Regions from separate parts of the Mus musculus genome. Here region 2 is linked to region 1. A link is a contact called in public HiChIP or PLAC-seq data. All regions are on one chromosome and are shown on one strand. Each heading gives the region's core, a stretch centred on a gene start, on an enhancer-like site or on the middle of the called end of the contact. The rest is flanking DNA. Distances are from core to core; before and after follow the strand shown.

The links. HiChIP or PLAC-seq counts read pairs in DNA pulled down with a chosen protein or histone mark.
Region 2: an H3K27ac HiChIP or PLAC-seq map of VIP interneurons shows a contact between it and region 1, with 6 times the contacts expected there. The contact joins two enhancer-like sites. A contact is called at or near these places in 1 of 39 promoter capture datasets (maxillary cranial neural crest), 2 of 484 Hi-C or Micro-C datasets (cerebellum and cerebral cortex) and 3 of 115 datasets of contacts at active chromatin or transcription factors (VIP interneurons, embryonic forebrain and embryonic limb bud).

The regions. Positions count from the first base shown.
Region 1 is chr13:69,821,894-69,826,867 of GRCm38.p6, reverse strand. No RefSeq gene overlaps it. Among named protein-coding and RNA genes, the nearest start is that of Med10, 14 kb to the right of the region's middle. Within about 2 kb of position 2,752, at least 24 of the 459 cell types and tissues checked have an H3K27ac peak or open chromatin away from gene starts, as enhancers often do. A contact at or near this core is called in VIP interneurons, where this site is marked.
Region 2 is chr13:70,215,168-70,220,438 of GRCm38.p6, reverse strand. No RefSeq gene overlaps it. Among named protein-coding and RNA genes, the nearest start is that of 4930520P13Rik, 15 kb to the left of the region's middle. Within about 2 kb of position 4,013, at least 10 of the 459 cell types and tissues checked have an H3K27ac peak or open chromatin away from gene starts, as enhancers often do. A contact at or near this core is called in VIP interneurons, where this site is marked.

The DNA of each region.
Region 1 (4,974 bases), core at 1,503-4,002:
ACCAGATAGGCAGCCAGAGAAAGGGGACTGGGCAAGTGGACCCCTTCCCTGGTAGCTGGCATTGTGGGAATCTTCAGAGCTCATCTCCTGGAGGTGAAGGACACTGGTGAATTTGAATCCCAAGTGTTACATACAAAGGGCAGGTCTCAGTAGCCACCCCACAGTGAAGGAGTGAAAGGCCAGAAAACAGTCGCAGGACCTCAAAGGTACAGTCTGCTTTATGCCAAGGGATAACTCAGACTTTCAGTGGCTTATGTAGCCCAGACCCTATAGATAGCTCGTGAACCTTCATCTGTCTGGCATGCATACTTTATATGACTGTATTATTAATTAGTTATCAATGCACAAAATGATGTGAGAAACAGGAAGCAGAAAATATATATGTGAAAACATTGGACAGAGTTAAACACAGCAACACTGTAGGAAAGTATGAAGGAGAGCCTGTCACGCTAACATTCATCTCTAATCTGTAAGTCACGGTCTTAACCTTTCTGCTTTAAGTAGTAGGAGAAAGAAAATATATTTTTCTTACACATGTCACAGCTACGTGTGGGATACTGGCCATACACGCAGCTTCAAACTCATTATACACACCAAATCCATGAACCAACGAATGTGGAAACCAACTCTCTGCTGTAAAATACTCTTGCAAACTATTTAATAATAAACGACATTTTTATGGTCACAAAATGTATTCTAACAATAATATCCCCCACTGTGAGAAGCAGCCACCACGCTTCAGAAACAATGCTCTCCATGTTTGAGATTTGGTTGCCCAGAACGAAGTATTTTCCCTTTTGTGGCTGGAATTCTGATAACAGCAGCCAGGGTGGACAGGGAGCATGTGAGATCAGAAGTAAACACTGGTCCAAAGGGAACTGAGAGCGGGCTCCCTCTGTGCTGCCTCAGCCAGGTTTCATTTCACAGGATTAATGAGAGGGCATTCCCCGGTAAATATCAAGGGCTTCCTTCCCAAAGTCGCACAGACTCAGCAAACACTCAGCACTGTGCTCATTAACGTCTGTCAATCACTTGAGTTGGTGGGCTCAGGGTTATGCCATGCCCTCCCAGAGAGTCTTGACCACAGACGATGCCTGAGCTGTCACTCTCCTCACAGAAGCAGATACTCTCTGCTCTACCTTCAGAGAAGCAGGGCAGTGTTGCAGATAACAGGGCCACCAGTGCAGCAAGAGGAGACAGTAGTGTCGGCTTCTACATGTGCAAGTATCAGATGAAGCCAGGACTCTCTTCCCTGCCTAAGGTCACATAGTCGTGGGGCCAGCCAATCAGTCAGCATAGTCCCAAGGTTTTCTCCAAACCCTGGACTGGTGATATATGTGTAGAATGGATGATTCCTGGGGTTTAGCCAAGGAAACCATGTCACCTTGGCAACTTCCAGAGCAGTTTTTCATTAGGGCCTTGGGGAGTCCATGACACCAATGTGGATCTCATTCTGGGAAGCTGGGTATGTGTAGCAGGGAAAAGCATCCCTCAGCCAATGGCATGCACATAGGAGCTTATGATGGCTGTCGAGTCAATCCCAACGATAGCATAACATCTCATGGCCGCATTTCCTGGGTGCTGCCCATTGGCCTCGTGAGCTTGAATTTCAGATCTGAATTACAAAGTATCTGCGTTTCTGTAAAAATCAGCCTATTCTGAAGTATGATGAAGTTTGTGCCACTTAATAAATGTGAGGTGCCCAGAGGAAGAAGGCCTGGCCCAGCAAAGACCTTCAGATACCACAGAAGCACAGTCTAGACTGCTTGGAAAGTTCTAGGCCAGTGATCTAAAAAAACAAAGTAAACGTCCCTGAGGAATCAGATGACAGCCAAGGTTGTATGTGTTCTGATACACACACATGCACACACACACATACACACACACACACATAAAACACATACACATAACACACACATACACACCATACACACACACAAACACACATACCACACAGACACACACACCACATGCACAAACACATACACACCACACGCACATACACATCACACCACAGACACACGCACACACAAACACACATACCACACAGACACACACCACTTACACAAATACACACACAGCACACACACACACACACATACACACACACCACACATACACATACACACCACACACACCACACATACACATACACACCACACACACACACATACACACTACACACCACACACACACACACCACCCACCACACACACACCACCACACACACACACACACACACACTGGGAGAAGATGACCCTCAGCACTGTTTCCCAAAGCAAAGCCAGAGGCTCTGTGAGGAAGACTAAACCCCAGGTATGGCTGGACACCTGAATCTGTCTTATTTATTCTAAAGACATCGGAAGTGAAAAAGTGCTGACTGCTGAGCATAACACTGTTCCTTCTGTGTGCTCATCAACAGGAACCTGGAAGGATGCCTCCAGCACTGCTGGTCTCCTGGAGGCACGCATAGTGAGGGAAGAATGGGTCTGGGGTCTGGAACACTGCGTCCTGAATGCCCTTCACGTGCAAAGAGGACGTGTGGAACGGAATTCTCTTCAGCGCAATCTGTCTCTGCCTGGTGTATAAATAGCATTTGTACAAACACTGGTCTACATAAACTCAACAAGAGGAACAATAAAAAACAGGCTCAGATCGATGCCCTGAAAACCGTGCTGGATAAATAGGAGGCTCAGCTCCATGTGCTGACTCAGACCTTGGCTGCTTACTGTGGACAGCTAATAAATGGTTATTAATAAGAGCGGTGAGAACAGCCAGTCGCCGTTTACTCCTGCAACGCAATTAGCTTTCACAGCAGGGTAGGGTGCACGTCGGAACAGTAGCCTTCCGCCTTCGCTCATGCTCCCGACACAGAGCAGCCAGACAGCAGTGGACACAGAAGTCACCCTGCGTCTTGCTTTGTGCCTCTGTATTATAACTCAGTTCCACTCTGGGCCCCAGCTGCTGCTTTGGATGGAAGGGGTGGATGCTGCGTTAATGTCTCTTTGGGACATTGATGCTCCTACCTGCATAACCACGGATTAATAAACAGCACCGCACGAACTGCTTGCCCACGGCCCACCTTAAGATATATATCTCCCCTAGTACTTGGGGGAGGGGGTTAAGGGTGGAGCAATGGGGTGAGGAGGGAGGGTGGAAGGGAGAGTCTCCTCCATTTTTAGTCCCCAGGAGGTCTCTGGAAAGGGCACACAAAAGAGGTTGGGAGAGGAAAAGGACATAGACAAAAGAGCTTAGAGAGAAGGCATGAGACAGTGTGAGACTGCAGATGCTGACAGGGGTGGAGTGGACAGGGGGTTATACAGCCAGAGTCCATCCCTAAGGAAGAGGAAGAAGACACTTCAAACAGCAAGGAAGGGTGTTCAGCAAGACACAGTGGCTGAAGAAAAGAGAGGGAAGTTTACCAGGTCCAACTCTGGAAAGCCCACTGAAACACTGTGGGCTAGCCTCTGGCTTTCCCCACTCACCAGCCCAAGGAGTCAGGAAGCTCTTTGCAATGTTATACCTCCAAGGTATTCCCCTGCCCCAGACTCAGAAGGCCCACACCCTGCTTGCTTTCTGTCTGATTGTACCTTGCCTCGGGCAGCATCTGTGCTCCTGACTTAGGGCTATGATTGGCACAAACAAAGGTGAAGGCAGCCTGGAAAGGTAGAGACTGGCCAAAGTCTGTCTGTTTCTGCTACCAGGAGGAGGCCTGGAGGACAGAATACCTCTGCCCTCCCTTGCACTCCGTGAGCCATGGGCTGCTGCGTGAACACAATGCATGTGGAAGACCCTAGGCTGGGCACCTGCTGTGTTTCTTTTCATTTCCATGTGTGTATGTGTGTTGTACATGTGTGTGTGTGTGTGTGTGTGTGTGTGTGTGTGTGTGTGTGTGTTCGCACGCGCGTGCATGTGTGCACATGCGCGCACGCATGCTCACATGTGTATAGGTGCATGAGTGTGCAGGTTGATGTCCACGTATGTTGATTGTGTGGAGACTGAGGCTGGCATGGGGAGTCTTCTCTGACTGTTCTCTACCTCATTCACTGAGACATAAACTATCGTGCTAGGCAGCTTGCCCTGAAATCTCCCGTCAACCTTGTGAGACGGACCAGCCACAGCACAGACTAGGCATTCGGCATTCCAGTCCTCAGGCCTGTTGACCCCCACTGTGTTTCTCCTCAAGCCCCCGCATGAAGCTTTTCACTCCCCCAAACCTTCACAGACACTGCTCCTGAATCTGTCATAAACAGCCTTTGCCCAAGTCAGGTTGAGAGTACCATCCCCAAACACACCTCAGACCTGGACATGGCTCCCTGCAGAGGAGTCCTCCTGTCCTCACACAGTACGAAGCCACCTTAACTGCTGGTCAGGGAGGGAGGGAGGCATCAGGAAGTGAGATGATCGGGAAATCCCCAGGAATCAACTGCAGGAGCAAAAGGACCAATGCACAACTGGGGCAGAAGCAAGAGGACCAAGTGCTGAGGAGGCACCTGCACACAGAAGGGATGGAGAAGGGGCTCAGCTGAACCTGAGAAGACCAACAATGTGGCAGGGTTGGAGACCCCCACGGTGGTGGCCCCCCTAAGCTACTACTCTGCTGATGGCTGATCCTGAACCAGACAGTGCTGTAAACAAACACCAGAAATCAATATTCCATCAGTGGCCCCTTGTCTCCTCAGTCTGTGCTCACAAGGGCCTCTCGTGTTCAGTAGCAGCGGCTGCCATCCTTCCGGTCCTCATTACCATGGAGGATCTGTCATAAAAAACCAACAGGCACTACACCCCTGTGACCCCAGGTGTCTGCATCCAGACCACAGCCATGCCAGTCTGTCTCCTTCCTGCCTCACAGTTCATGCTGTGCTGAATTAGGAAAATAACACAGCAACCTGTGTACCAGCTTGTAGATGGCATCTCCTGGCATCTTGGGACCCACACAGCATCATCCTCACCTCACAGAGCCAATGCTGTGTC
Region 2 (5,271 bases), core at 2,764-5,263, 390 kb before region 1:
CTGTTAGGCGATCCTCACTTCTGTTTTCCACTGTTCGGTTTCTGGAACGCGCACGTTTGTTTTATGGTTTTATATACACATATATATGTGTGTGTGTGTGTGTGTGTGTATATATATATCCTGAACATAAGCAGATGAGATTTCAATGACATTTCGGCACTGAGAGGTTAAAGGAGAAACACACCCTTTCATCCCCATAGGCATAAGAAAACGTCTTCAAATTTGGTTGCATCCATCATTCACATATAAGGAGCAGTTAAAAGTCTCTACTGAAAAGCTACATCAGACATCGCAGTCCAGAGACAAACCTTGGAAACAATGTTATAACAGAAACATGGCCCTGCTGCAGCTGGTCTCCTACCAGCCTTTGAGGTATTACTTTATTGTTTTACTACAGAACAACAGAAAAATTAAATCAATGATAGAAAGAGAAGAGACACTGTTCTATTATAAGTATAATGTGGCTGTCTACACAGGGGTGAGAGAGTGAAGGGGTGGGGGGAAACAGTCTGTGTTCAACCTGCTGGAAACAACTCAAGTAGCCAAAGAGCAATGTTTATTAATTAACACCTAAATATCAGTATTTATACCAGGGATGAATGGTCTTAGAAAGGCAAGTTCAGTACAGGAGAGACCAAAAAGACAAAGGGCATCATGAAATTAAAATTAATTAAAAAAAAAAGGTTCAGGTGACCAGAAGATAGGAAACCAAACTGGTGAACAATGCTTCAGAAATGGTTTTCTCCAAATCCATTTTAAATTTAAGACAAAGTCAAGCACACATAGTGAAGCAAGCATAATGAAAATGTATCACATCAATTTTAAGTGCACGAATAGACGGAAGACTCTCTAGCCAAGGTTGGCCTGGAACCCCTTTACCTGGTGTTCCCGGTTGCCAAGGGTTGCATGCATAGGGTGCTTTTGAAGAATCAGATCTGATGACCGAGATGAGGTGCCACCAAAGACAAGCAGACTTATTAAAGAACATAGTTTGTCGATTGATTCATTTTGCTGTGAAGACAGGAGTCTGGTCTTCTTAGTGGGTGAACAATATTCCCTTACATACACGCATTAGAGCTCACACTCCTCCACTGACAGACACCTGGGCTGGGTCCGAGCCATTGTGTGGACATTTTACAGTAAACTTCCACTCCTTTGGCTTCTGCCTCCATTCCCCTTGGGTGCTCAGTATCTAGCTGGATAATATGATAACCCGCATTGTGTTCTTTAAGGAACCACATCTTATTCTCCACAATTGTCATTAAGACAAAAAAAAAGAAGCCATAAACAGAGATGAGAGCCACATGCTATCTCTCATGTGGGAACTGAAAACCATCAATGTGAGTGATGGGTGGGAAGGATGTGTGAAAGAGGCTAAGGAAGGACAGATGACGAGGAAGGGCTGGATAAGGGAGGGGAGGCTGGGTAAGGAAGGGAGGCTGGGTAAGGAGGGGAGGCTGGGTAAGGTATGGGAGGCTGGGTAAGGAGGGGAAGCTGGGTAAGGAGGGGAGGCTGGGTAAGGAAGGGAGGCTGGGTAAGGAGGGGAGGCTGGGTAAGGAAGGGAGGCTGGGTAAGGAAGGGAGGCTGTATAAGGGAGGGGAGGCTGCTTTACTCACTCTGTGCTATATTTCTACATCAAAATAGTCGAGCAAATCTTTTTTTTTTTTCTGACTAATGAGTGCACATGAGTCTACAGGCTTTCAAATCACAAGCTTAAAGCCCATGCTATTGGTTAAAGAGTAAACAGAGACCTGCATTTGAGGTCAGAAAAATCAGAGTTTCTCAAAAAAAAAAAAAAAAAAAAAAAGGAACCAAGACCACTAACTGCCCATTGGGAAAAAGAAAACAAGATCCACAACTCCCACAGAACAGAAATATGAATTTCAGAGGGTTAAGAAACTGACTGTTGCGGGACAGTGGGGCACACGCCTTTAATCCAAGCACTTGGGAGGCAGAGGCAGGTGGATTTCAGAGTTTGAGGCCAGCCTAGTTTACAGAGTGAGTTCCAGGACAGCCAGGGCTATACAGACAAACTCCGTCTCTAAAAAAAAACCAAAAGGTAAAAAGAAAGAAAGAAAGAAAGAAAGAAAGGAAGAAAGAAAGAAAGAAAGAAAGAAAGAAAGAAAGAAAGGAAGAAAGGAAGAAAGAAAGAAAGAAAGAAAGAAACTGATTGTAGAAAAAGAACACTAGCTCCCCTTCCCACAGTCCCAGAAATCACAAAGTCATTCTTCAGCAATTTGTTCTAAAAATGTAAGCTATTTTGAGGCATATTCTCAAGCAGTAAACAAGCAAGTGAATCTGATCATCTCAAATATATAAAACCCTCCTATTGCAAGCAGCACCATAAATGTTTAACATAAATGACAGGCTGCAGGATTTGTTAGCGTAGATCAGGAGCGGAGAGCTTTTAAAATCAGCAAGCACGACACACAGAAAGGCAACTCAGAGTGGAGATGCGAATATCTATCGCACTCCCAAACATGATCTACACCGTGAATACAAACACGGCCAGTAAGCCAGATGGAAACAGCCACTGTAAGGGGGAGAACAGGCCATGAGGAAGTTCCGTGCTGGCAGGAAGGCTGCAAGACAGGGCTTCTTGGTCCTGCCTGTGGGTGTGGGTGTGGGGGGGGGGGGTCCAGATGCTGCAGGGAATCTGCAGTCAGCACCTTGGGAAGATGGAAACGTGCAGTTCTAGGAGCCAGAATCCCACTCACAGCTATGTAACCCGGGCAAACCATTGTGTGTGCACAGCGGGAGGAAGGGATTCGATTATGCCATCCACATTCCTTTATAACTCAGAAAAGTTGAAGGCAGACAAATGTCTATTCCTTACTTGAGGCTTAGACCAGATGGCAACAAGCGTAATCCTCAGACTCCGTGCCTGTGTTTACCCTCTATATTACTACAGGCACACCCCCAAACAAGATGAAAACGCAGAAGCAAAAGCAGGCACCAAAAACTGTAGAGCCACCCTCACTAATACACACACTTCAGGTTCCTAACACCATGCATCATCTACAACGGAAACTGTGGATACTACAAATGACACATTGTATGTGTAAATTATCAAACACAGAACAGAGCATCTCTGTTTTATTTTCCTGATGTGACATATCTGTTAGTATGGACATTGATGATAGCTGGCACTGATCTTAGGTGTCTTTATGATATTTATATATTTAGAGAGACTGTCATGGGTGAGCACACAAATGCTAACTGCTAATTTTTGGTGTCATAGGAACGGTCTGATTTGTGCAGATCTCTCTCTCTATTTTTTTTTATTTCAAAAATTCAGTGGTGTGTGAAAGGTTGTCTAATGCTTGTCACGATGGCTGGCAGAGCCTACCCTTCTCTATGACGTCTCCATGGCCCTGGATTTGTGCTTTTGATCTTCCGGTTGTCCTTAATAGAACTTCAAAGTCACGTTGGAAGCATTTAAACTATTCAGTGGGCATCTGAAAAGGGCAAACCCAATTGGAATCCTGGGGCTTTAAAATATGTATAGCTTTGATAACATCTCATGTTCATCCAAAGCCTTTCATCCCCAGAATATTAAGTCTCCTAGCATATTAACTGAAGGGTCCAAAGATTCCCCACAAGGCAGGATATTGCCTCCTGTCATTCAGAAAAATCCAAGCAGCCGTAGATTTAGATACTCTTAAAGTCAGAAAAAGGCACAGCCATGCCCCCGGGTTCCCGATATTCCAAATTCTGTAGCCATGTAATTTGGGTCAATTCTCCTCTCTTCATTCATGCCCTGTGCTCATTTTCTTCATTATTCCTGATTAGTTCTCAGTTCCCAGTTCCATGGTAATTTACCATAACACCCCTCAACCCACCACTGCGTTTCCCCTTTAAGCTAAGATTAATTTTATTACAAGAACATGTCTAGAATACTAAGTTTTAGGTCATCGCTGATCTTCAGTGTGGCATTAGGCAATGCTCACTTCTCTGCCTCTGACCTCTAGCCCCCATCCACCTGCCATCGATTTTCCTTGGGAATGAACAGCTCTTCCTTTTGTACTGCAGATGCAGTTGGATCAAATGTAGTTTGGGGGAGGTTGCCATAGAGAGCCGTAAGATCTCTTGCCAGGACAACTGTTTGTAGGTCTGGGAACTGTGAGTGGATGAAACCAGGATTTGACACACAGATTAACCCTATGTATGACTGAAGCTCATTGGACAACATGCCCTTGTTCCTTTGTGCTTTGTACCCCTAAGGCTTGTCTGTGTGCGATTCCCGAGGGTTGTCTGCCCCTCATTTACTTTCCTCGTGCTTTGTATGTAAAATGTCCCCTGCAGACTCACACGTTTAAACACTTGCTCCCTAGATGCTACTGGTATAGCTGGAAGAACTGAATTTTACATGCATTGGCCAACCTGTTTGATTTTGTGTTTCCTGGTTCCCAGAGATGTGACCGGCTGCCTCAAGCTCTGGCTGCCATTCCTTCCCAGCTGGGATGAACTGTCCTTCATATCATGATGCCCAGTAACCCTTTCTTTATGTTGTTTCATGTCAGATGCTTGGCCCTAGAACAAGAAACTCTCAAATACAATGTCCAAGCCTAGAAAAATCCCAGACCATCATCCTCTCTTCTTTTAAATGGAAAAACCATAGACCATAGACCTCTCTTCTTTTAAATGGAAAAACCATAGTTTGGGTTCAGAAACGATATGATGAAAATACTGGGAAGTTTCCAGGATGCACGCGTCCTCGTGTGCAAAGGCATCCTGTGTATAAGCCACGTGATTATCTCTTATATTTTACCATGGCAACAGAGCATGATGCACATTTTGCCAGAAAGCATACTTCACACTTTGAACATTGAATTTTTCCAAGCTTGCAATACAAGGTACAGTTTCCTCAAGATACAGAGAAGCCATGGGACTGACTGCCAGGGGACTCAAGCCACAGACTGTATTGCCAGAAGTCTCAGATACTGGCATTGGAGCATTGCTATGTCATATAGCATTCTGCAAGGCGGTGGCCCAACATTGCACTAATACAGGTATGCCAAAGATGTCAAGACAGGTCGGGCTGAGCTGTGGTGTTCAGTGTAACCTTGTTATCTTCAGTCTGACGTGATTTCACAAGACACAATTCTTTGTGAATGGAGAAGCACCTTCACATACCACCGACTTCAGAGTTCTGTAAGTATTAAGGAGGTTCACATCTATTATCTTTTTTTTTTCTGATTGGTTTAACGGCCATTTCAATTAAGCAAGGGATTACTGTAAACAGATGAAGCAGGACAGAACTGGGACCAG